2 separate regions of the Mus musculus genome follow, and region 1 is linked to region 2. A link is a contact called in public promoter capture Hi-C data. All regions are on one chromosome and are shown on one strand. Each heading gives the region's core, a stretch centred on a gene start, on an enhancer-like site or on the middle of the called end of the contact. The rest is flanking DNA. Distances are from core to core; before and after follow the strand shown. Region 1 holds the start of Spag5 (sperm associated antigen 5). Region 2 holds the start of Serpinf2 (serine (or cysteine) peptidase inhibitor, clade F, member 2).

Evidence for each region. Promoter capture Hi-C pulls out the DNA fragments that hold promoters and counts their contacts.
Region 1: a contact with region 2 is called in a promoter capture Hi-C map of liver, with 3 times the contacts expected there. The contact joins the promoter of Spag5 here to the promoter of Serpinf2 in region 2. A contact is called at or near these places in 2 of 39 promoter capture datasets (both in liver).

Annotation. Positions count from the first base shown.
Region 1 is chr11:78,298,712-78,303,879 of GRCm38.p6, reverse strand. It overlaps Spag5 (sperm associated antigen 5), which reads right to left and starts at 2,289. Exons shown (of 24, transcript NM_017407.3): 1 at 2,170-2,289; 2 at 1,860-1,985. The coding sequence starts at 2,220. Gm3948 (predicted gene 3948) reads left to right here and starts at 2,369. Exons shown (of 4, transcript NR_166889.1): 1 at 2,369-2,575; 2 at 3,670-3,758.
Region 2 is chr11:75,438,020-75,442,830 of GRCm38.p6, reverse strand. Serpinf2 (serine (or cysteine) peptidase inhibitor, clade F, member 2) reads left to right here and starts at 3,330. Exons shown (of 10, transcript NM_008878.2): 1 at 3,330-3,374; 2 at 4,373-4,439; 3 at 4,579-4,617; 4 at 4,731-4,793. The coding sequence starts at 4,377. Gm35391 (a long non-coding RNA gene) reads right to left here and starts at 4,753. Exons shown (of 2, transcript XR_388849.3): 1 at 4,664-4,753; 2 at 3,441-3,638. Wdr81 (WD repeat domain 81) reads left to right here. Exons shown (of 10, transcript NM_138950.2): 10 at 742-1,888. The coding sequence ends at 1,062.

The DNA of each region.
Region 1 (5,168 bases), core at 1,040-3,539, 2.9 Mb before region 2:
GGAAAAGAAAGATAGGAAACCACTTTGGATCCTTATGCATCCCGTACATATAGGGGATGCAGCCCATAGTATAAACAGACTAAGCAAATCTATTTATGCCAATGGGAGACTCTACCTTGACTATGACCCTGCCACGTCCTTTTCTAATTCCAACCAACATCTTAAGAGATATGGTAGGGGCTGGAGAGATGGCTCAGCGGTTAAGAGCACTGACTGCTCTTCCAGAGGTCCTGAGTTCAAATCCCAGCAACCACATGGTGGCTCACAACCATCTGTAATGAGATCCGATGCCCCCTTCTGGTGTGACTGAAAACAGCTACAGTGTATTCGTATAGATAAAATAAATAGATAACTCTTAAGAGAGAAAGAGTGGGGGGTAGGAGAGACTGAACAGAGGATGGGAAATGTTTCAAGTGCTCTCAGAATCTAGAGTTACACCAGAATAACTCAGAGATCACTCCAGGAATGCCAGCTGGTGGTGGCACATACCTTTAATCCTAGCACTCAAGAGGCAGAGGCAGGTGGATCTCTGAGTGGCCAGCCTGGTCTTCAGAGTGAGTTCTGGGACAGCCAAGTCTACACTGAGAAACCCTGTCTCAAAAAAAACCAAAGCTGGGCTGGTGAGATGGCTCAGTGGGTAAGAGCACCCGACTGCTCTTCCAAAGGTCCGGAGTTCAAATCCCAGCAACCACATGGTGGCTCACAACCATCTGTAATGAGATCTGATTCCCTCTTCTGGAGTGTCTGAAGACAGCTACAGTGTATTTACATATAATAAATAAATAAATAAATAAATATTTTTTAAAAAACCAAAGCCAACCAAACAAACAAAAATCTTGAGTTACTAAAGACAGAATAAAGTTAATGAAATAGGATTGCGGGTATAGTTTAGTAGTAGTGTAGTATCCATCTAGCAAGCACAAAGACCTAGGTTTAATACCCAGCACCATAAAATAACAAAATCATGGTCAAAGAAAAAAAAAAGCAAACTTTCATATTTTGAAAGAATGGTAGGCTTCCTGGTTCTCCCTATAGGAAGAGGAAATGATAGCAATTTCTTCAGGACAATTTCCCAAGTAAGTTCTACAAAATGTCTTTAAAGAACCCAGTGGGTCAAACTCCTCTCTTGACAAGTTTTACAAAAGCAGTTTGTACTATTTCTCTTAAGTCATTTGACAAGTAATTAAAAAAAAATCTAAAACATTAAAAAAAAAATCTAAAAGTAGAAAAGAAGCTGAGTGGTGGTAGTGGTGGCTGGCACCCTTGATCTCCGAACTGGAGAGGCAGAGGTAGGCAGATCTCTGAGTTTCAGGCCAGCCTGGTCTACAGAAAGTGTTTCAGGACAGCCAGGTCTACACAAAGAAACTCTGTCTCAAAAAACAAAAACAAAAACAAACAAACAAAACCCAAAACAACAATAATAGTAACAGTAACAATAGAAAACCTTCTAACTAAAAGGTACAGCTCAATATAGGCAATTCTGCAAGGTAATAGTTTAAAGTATTGGATACAGGAAAATTCTAACTACCCCATAGGATAGATGGATATGGTTTCAACTCTTGGAGACAGATCTCTCCATAAATGTGCCAGTATTTCTCGGGAATTTGGTATAGGTCAAAAACAAGAAAAGAGGTAAAGAAAAAAAAAAATCGAACCCAGCTAAATAGAGGTGTGGGTTCTCAGTGGATTCGTTTTAACCACCCCAGGGCACCTCTCTGTTGGCCTGAATAGCTGTAAATGGATGTCACGGAAGTGGAAGACTTCATTATCGTTATTAATTACGTTCCAGCTTTGGCCCTCTGTTCCTCTGAGCATCTGAGCCTGGGCAAACAGCCCAGTTGTGAAGCTAAAAATCTCACCTTCAGCTCCAGCCTGCACAGGTATGGGGTCAGCGCGGAGATCATAGAGGGACCTTTCCCTGAATCGGCGAGGGCCTCGGGCTGTAGTTTAAGCTCTCGGAGAGGAGTACTCATAGCTGGCTTCCCCTGAGAGAGAAAGCGAGTGTGAGGAAAGCTGGTCTCGGCCTCCCGGAGTGTTTTCCCACAACCGCTAGGCCGGGGCGGACAATGCCTCCCGCTGCCCCACTTCGTCCGGAGCCGGACTTCACCGGCCTCGGCCCCGCCCGGCCCCGCCCAGGTAGCGCCCTGTCTGCCGGAGTTCTCTCCTCACCTTTTGGGGCGAAGGCGACAAACCGAGATTCAGTGTTTTCACCCTCCACATTTTCAACTCGATCACTTAACCAGACCAAGTCGAAATGGCCACTTTCACCCGCCGCCTCTATTTGAACCCAATACGCACTTCGGGATTGGCTGCGGGGCCGCGGTACGTATGGTGGGCGGGACCTGCGCGCGTCACGCCCCCACGAGCCGCTCAGCCTAACGCCTCCACTGAAGCACCCATCTGGCAGGCTGGTGTGTCTGTGGGCTGCTGGAGAGTCGTGGAGTCCTGTTTCAGTGGCTCCGTTCCCCCGGTTACCGAGTGAGCCGCACTTCCCCCAGGGTTGGGCTGTCCAGGCATAGGTGCCAGTTTCATAACGGCCAGAGGGAGTTCCTAAGTGCCCAATTTCGGCCTTCAGGTAACCGCCTCTTCAGAATTTCTGGGCCTTTCTTGTGTCTAACCTCGGAGCCTACTGTAACAAGATCACTAGAATAATAGTTGATATTTACTTTACTGTGCATTTATGGTGATCTGTTTCAAGTGCTTGCTATATTAATAACTAACTCTCTCACACACATACACACTCTCACACACACAAACAGCGTGTCCCACACCACCACTGCCTGGCCCTCAGCCTCTTGAATGATGAAATCACAGGCCAATTTAGAAGTGTTAATGTATGAAGAAAAAGAAGAGAACCAAAGAAGAGCTTTAATGTTAGAAACTGTAGGGTTCTGTCAGGGTATGCGCGCCCATCAGGAACTGTACTGGTCAGTAACTTTCTGCGGGCTGCATGTAGCTCTGAATTCTTCAAATGGGAATATAATACAGGTGTGAAATGCACATTGCATTTCAGACCTTGTATGGAAAAACTATTTTTTTAATGTTAATTGCATACTGAAATATTTTTAGATATGCTAGGTTAAATAAAATATATTAAAATTTCTTGTTTTAAACCTTTTGAACATGGGTGACAATTTTAAAATTATGTAAGGGGAAGAATGGGGCAATGACTCCATCTTAGAGCTTGTCAGGAAAGCTTGAGGGCCTGAATTTGGATCTCCAATACCCAATAAAAAGCCGGGCATGGTGGTGCACACTTTTAATCTCAACACTGAAGAGGCAGAAGCAGGTGGATCTCTGTGAGTTCGAGGCCAGGATGGTTTACACAGTGTGTACCAAGACAGCCAGGGCTACATAGATCCTGTTAAAAAAAAAAAGGGCTGGGTGCAGCAGTTTTTGCCTGTTCTCCTAACAACATGGGGGCTGAGGCAGAAATGAGAGGATCCCCTGGGGTTTGCTGCTCAGTTAGTCTAATGAATCAGTGAGTTCTGGGTTCAATAACAGAAAATGTCTTGAAAGATAAAGTCTAGAGTGATTGAAAAAAATATGTAATGTTGACCTCTGGTTCCACAAAGCCCTACACATGTGAGCAAGCAGGTAGACAGGTACATGAACATGTACAGACATATAAGTTATACTAACTTGTGTTTCATTTCTTCTTTGTGACAGGGTCTCTCTGTGTACTTGTTGCTACCCTGGAAATCAGATCAAGCTGGCCTTGAACTCATAAAGAGACCCACTGGCCCTCTACCTCCTGGGTACTAGGATTAAAATCATACATGTCTTTTTGTTTTGTTTTAAGCTAGTCTCTGGTGGTATAGATCGGGCTCCTTTCAGCTCTTCCTCTGCCTCCTGAGTGCATTCATTATACTTCTATTGAACACTGCTACTCTAGAGACAAACAGTACCAGTCTGTAGGCTTTAGAAAAACTGCTTGAATAAAAACAGGGGGAGACAAGATAGGTGGGTAGTGCCGAAGATAAGAGTCCCAGGGCCTAGAACATGCTAAGTTTGTGCTCTACCAAGCAACTGCTCTTCCAATAGAGTGATTTTTCCTTTTTTGAGGCAGGATCTCTCTTTAGCCTAGGCTGGCCTCAATTTTTCGGCAATCCTTCTGCCTCAGAGTCCTGAGAATGCTTTTGAGCTTGGAATTGTCCAAGGTTCAGCAAAAGGTACCCCAAGAGTATTTGTGGTCTGAGGTGGCCGTTCCTGGTTGCCAGCTACGTCTGGGATGAACTACAATCCAGAAATGGAGGGCACACCCATGATCCAGATCTTGAGGCTGGAAAATACAGGCTTCTGACCTGGATCTTGAGGCATAGTGGTCATGAAAACCTTGAGGCCCAGGCAAGGTAGTGTATAGTTTTAATCTCAGGAGACTAAAGCAAGCAGATCTCTGAATTCAAAGTCAGCCTGGGGCAAAGCAAGTTCCAGGTCCAGGCGTGGTGGTACACACCTTTAATCTGGGCCAAGTTGTCTGCTGGAGGCCTAAATAAGGACAATGGAAGAAGGGAAAGGCTTTGCAGCTTTACACTCACTTGCCAGGACATCTGGACCCTACTTACTTCTTCAGGATTCCAGCTTAGACAGAAGACCAGCTGAAACAACTAGCCTGGTGGGACTGAGCAACTGCTAGATATTGGGACTTCCCATTCACAGCTGCCCATTGTTGGGTTAGTTGGACAGCAGACTGTAAGTCATTACAATAAATTCCCTTTAAATATATAAAGACATTCCATAAGTTCTGTGACCCTAGAGAACCCTGACTAATACATGGTCCATCAAAAAGACCCAGCAAATAAATAGTGGATAGTGTCGGAAAAGTCCAGGCAGGTAAATAAAGGTTAGCAAAAGTTTGTATCACACAAACAATGTGTGTGGAATGCTTAGGCCTTGTGGTAGTTGGCATGTGAGATTCCAGCTGTGCTCATACAAAGACAGTAGTGTGCTACTAGTAACAAATATGAATAGGGAGGATGAGATAGGATGGAAAATACTGTAACACCTTGGTCAAAACAATAAATGCAAAGATGAATTAAAGATAGACCAATTCTATCCTCAGGAAATGATCGATTATATGTATAAACTTTTGTATAAACATATGTATGTACACACAGACTAATTTTGTTAATATACACATTTTTTTCTTAAAGATACTTTGATGCATA
Region 2 (4,811 bases), core at 2,081-4,580:
GAACTAGAGTTATGGAAGGTTGGGAGTCACCATGCTGGGACTGGGTCATTTGCAAGAGTTACAAGTACTTCTGAGCCATCTCCAGCCCCCTAGAGTTTTTTTCCCCCCTGGCTGTCCTGAAGTAGAATCTGTTCTTGTTTTGTTTTGTTTTTCGAGACAGGGTTTCTCTACATAGGCCTGGCTGTCCTGGAACTCACTCTGTAGACCAGGCTGGCCTCGAACTCAGAAATCCGCCTGCCTCTGGCTCTCAGAATACTGGAATTAAAGGTGTGCGCCACCACGCCTGGCTCAGAATCTGTTTTTAAATGAGAGTAATAGTTACAGGTTTTTTGTTTTGTTTTTTTCTTTTCTTTTTTTGTTTTTGTTTTTTGGCTCATTTGTTTTATTTGTTTTGAGACAGGTCTCACTCTGAACCCCTAGGTGGCCTGGAGCTTGCTATGTAGAACACACTGACTTTAAACTTGTTTTCTGAGTGCTGGATTTATGGGCTTGTGCTATTTTGCCCAGCCTCTGATGGTTGTTAATAACAATATTATTTAGCTTTTCTTTTGGAGATAGGCTCTCACTGTATATCACCCAGACAGTGGCTGGTCTGGAAATCACTGTGTAGGCCAGGCTGACCTTGAATTCACAGAGATCTGCCTCCCGAGTTCAGAAATTAAAAGCACTCTGGGATGGTTTTGGAGTTTGGTGAGTACCCAAGCCTCCATTGATGCTATCTGTCCCTCCCGCTCTCTGCAGGCTGTAGAGGGCAGCGTGCTCATCAGCTCCTCTTCCGACCATTCCTTGACTGTTTGGAAGGAGCTGGAACAGAAGCCCACGCACCACTACAAGTCAGCGTCCGACCCAATCCACACCTTTGACCTGTACGGCAGCGAGGTGGTCACCGGCACTGTAGCCAACAAGATTGGTGTCTGTTCCCTGCTTGAGCCACCCTCTCAGGCCACCACAAAGCTCAGTTCCGAGAACTTCCGTGGCACGCTCACTAGTCTGGCTTTGCTGCCCACGAAACGCCACCTCCTGCTGGGCTCGGACAATGGCATCATCCGCCTCCTGGCATAGGGCCAGCCAGGAGTTGGCTGAGGGCAGGGCGAGATGACATCTCTCAGGGCCCGCTCCTCATTCTTGATCTCGAAGCCGATTCTTCTAGGCAAGCCCCAGGCTCTGGCTACCCACATGGCCTGCTGTCTGGGATTGCACAGCTCCTGAATCTCCAAAGCCTTGAAGTGGCTTCATGAAACTCGGGAGATACTGTTCCTAACCAGCAAGAATTGGGGCAAGGAAAGCACTGTGATCCCCATTGCTCCCCAGTTCTGCCTTCTGGATTCACATGGGGACAGGGCAGCTCCAGGAAATGAAAGGAGTTGGGCCTTTGCTCAGCCAGCTTCCTCTAGCCACGCTCTCCTTAGCTCTGTTTCTCCCTTGGGTAGGAAACTGCTCCTGTCTAGGGTTCTGATGGTACTGGGACTCCAGGCTCAGGAGGGCTGGCCAGGACCTACGACTTTCAGGGCTTGGTCTGGGGTTTTAGCATTCATTCAGCCAGGTCTTCAGTATGGGACCAGAAAAAAGGGGATGTGAGAACAGGGCTAGGGAAGGGGTTATATGGGCCCAGCTGGTCCAGGAATGAATCCATGCCTTGCCTTGGTACCCCTAACCACAGCGTTTGTGCCTTCAGCCGGGGAGGCAGCCCTTGGGACCAGCATCCCTAGGGACAGGAGGCAGCGGGAATCATCTCTGTATCTCGGGTTCTGCCCAGGGGATGGGCAGACTCTGCCATCTCTTGAGTGTTCGTTTGGAGAAGCCTGAGATGTGGCCCCTGCTGCCTTCTCACTAGTTGCAGTCTATGTAAATAAGGTCAATAAATTCTTTGGAAGAGCCACGGAGCTGAGTGAGGCTGTGTTGTGTTTTGCTTTGCCTAGGCTGGGCTCAGGCAGCTCTGCCTCAGCCTCCCAAGGAGCTGGGGAACTGGTATATGTCACTGTATATGTCACTGTGCCTGGCTTATGGCTTGGCTTGGCTTTTTTTCAGATGGTCTCAAGTGCCTCAGGTTGGCCTTGATCTTGGGATGACCTTCCTGCTTGAAACAGAGTAGTGGGCTTATAGGCATGACCCACCAGGTCCAATTTTTATTTTTTAAAGGCATTGATTTTTATACGTGTATGGTTGTTTTGCCCACTTGTACATATGCACACCATACTTGTGTCTGGTCCCTGCGGAGGTCAGAAGAGGGCATCGGGATCACCTGGAACCGAAGTTAATGAATGGTTATGAGCCACATCTCGATGCTGAAGATTGAACCTGGATCCTTTGCAAGAGCAGCCAGTGTTCTTACCCACTGAGCCATCTCTAAGCCCCACACCCAGCTTCTTTTGATACAAGGTCTGGTAGCTCAAACTTGATATGCAGCCGAGGAGGTTGACCTGGTATTCCCTACCTACCCTCTTCTCTCTACCTTCCAAGTGCTGATATTATACATAGGCATGGATAGTCATGCCCACCAGTTTGCCTTGATGGCACCAGAGTCAGGAAAGTCCAAACCTGGTAGTTGCAAACACAGCAAGAGGGTAGAGGCAGCCATTGTCCTCTGGCTGCCTTGGATACAGAGCTTCTGGGTTGGGTGGCCTTGGGTCAGTTTTCCGAATGGTTCACCCTTGGGGAAAGGGAACACTGCTGAAGAGGTGGGACCCTGGGAGGGCCGGCCTCCAGCTGGGTCTCTCCAGCCCTCGCCTTGGAACCTAGGCTGGAGGGAGCCAACCAGGATCCTGGACTTGCTACAGTTAGGTGAACAGGCTCCTGCAGCCTCCCCTTCCCTTGGGTAGCTGTGGTGGTGGTGGTGGTGGTGGTGGTGGTGGTGGTGGTGGTGGTGGTGGTGGTGGTAGTGGTGGTGGTGGTGGTGGTGGTGGTGGTGGTGGTGGTGGTGGTGGTAGTGGTGGTGGTGGTGGTGGTGGTGGTGGTGGTGGTGGTGGGACTTTGGCTGTGACTCTGGAGCCCACTCTGCGCCCTTACACAGGCCACACAGCCTCTCTGAGCCTCACTGACTGTGGATAATCCCCTATGTTGAGGGATCATTAGAAGGCTTGCCAGGCCCAACCTCCTCACTTATCTGCTCCTGTAAACCCCTTCTCCAGGCTCAGGCAGGGTTCTGGGTAGCCTTGATGGGAAAGGGTCTTCTGGCCCCCATATCAATGTTTAACCGGATGTACAGGTCAATATTTACCAGCACTGAACACAAGCTGAACGGGGGTTGGCTGAGAGCAAAGGTCCTGTGGGAGGAGAGAGCTAGGCCCTGCTGGCTGCACTGGGGGAGCGTGGGGAGCAAGCTGGTCCAGGAGAACACCGTGTGCTGCGTGTGCTGCGCTAAGAAGCCTGAAGAGGTAGGATGGAGGGGTGGTGCAGCCTGCTGCTTGGGCAGCAGAGGAAGTAGACAGCTGGCACCTTGGCAAGGGGTCTGGATGAATTTATTCAGGGAGCCTGCAGCTTCACAGCGTCCTGGGGTGGTGAGGAGCAGAGGTCCAGGCAGCTCCAGGAGAAACCTCTAGAACTCCAAAACCTGGAGGCCTACTCTTGGCGAGAAAAATCATATATCCAGATTGGAGATGAGGCCCTGGCTGAAGGTTCTTGAACACAGTTGTGGAGGTCTAGGGATAACAGAAGGACCTTTTAGAAGAGCTGGTGCCTGAAATAAGGCCTGGGTAGGGGGCTGAGGATGGAAAGGAAGGCTCTCTAGGCTGAGAGCCTCCCCCCTTCCGCCAGCTGGGCTTCCCCGAAGCACCCTGGATCAGAACTTGGAGCAGAAGTGGGATGAGGCTTGTAGTTCCCGTAAGTCCAAAGGTGTCTGGGCCAGTCATTCATTGGTCAACAAAGAAGTTTCTGGCTGCCCTGCCAGCCCAGATTAGCTCTCAGAGCCTTTGGGTAGGACCAGGGCAGCCTGAGAAAGGCTGGATGAAATGAACAACAGGTCAGGTGGCTTTGCTAGGGTGGGGGCCAGGCATCATGCTCAGTATTTACAGAGATTCTTATTTGGGTCCTCAACATCTACATGGGAGCAGGAAGAACTTCTGCCATGAATTACCAAGACAGGGTAAAGCCAAAGGCATGAAGGGAGATGCGCAAGGTCCTCTTGCAAGATGAGGGCTTTAAATTTGAACCCAGGACTGATCCACAGTGTAAGACGAAAAGAATGAAGACTAAATGTACAGGTGAAAAAAAAAGCTTATGGAAATCCCACCTCTCAGAGTGAGTGAGGTCCACAGCTGCTATGTTTTGAGTCCAGGTTCCGCAGCCTGGTGCGGTCAAGGAACCCATGGATAGCAGTCTACTGCTTGGCCTTCGAGCGTGAGGTAGGAACTAACACTCCCTGTTCTGGATACAGGAACATGGCACTGCTCCGGGGGCTCCTCGTACTCAGCTTGTCCTGCCTGCAAGGTCCCTGTTTCACGGTGAGGCAGAGCTGAGGTCTGAGTGGGAAGTGGTCAGTCAGGCTGAAGGAGATGCTGGGGGGCGGGGGCAAATCTGGGAGAGGCCAGAAGGGTGGAGAGGGAGGAACGCTGAGTTCTCTGTTCTCCCTTTTCTCAACAGTTCTCTCCGGTGAGCGCCGTGGATCTCCCGGGCCAGCAGGTACTCAAAAGTGAGAGGTTTAGGGGGAAGAGCCAAAGGGACTCACCTATGTCTTGGCAAGATGGGGACCCATGGGAAGGGCCTTTTCTTCATCTCCTTTCTCATTTCTACAGCCAGTGAGTGAGCAGGCCCAGCAGAAGCTGCCCCTGCCTGCCCTCTTCAAGTTGGACAACCAGGTACAATCAGGTGGGGCT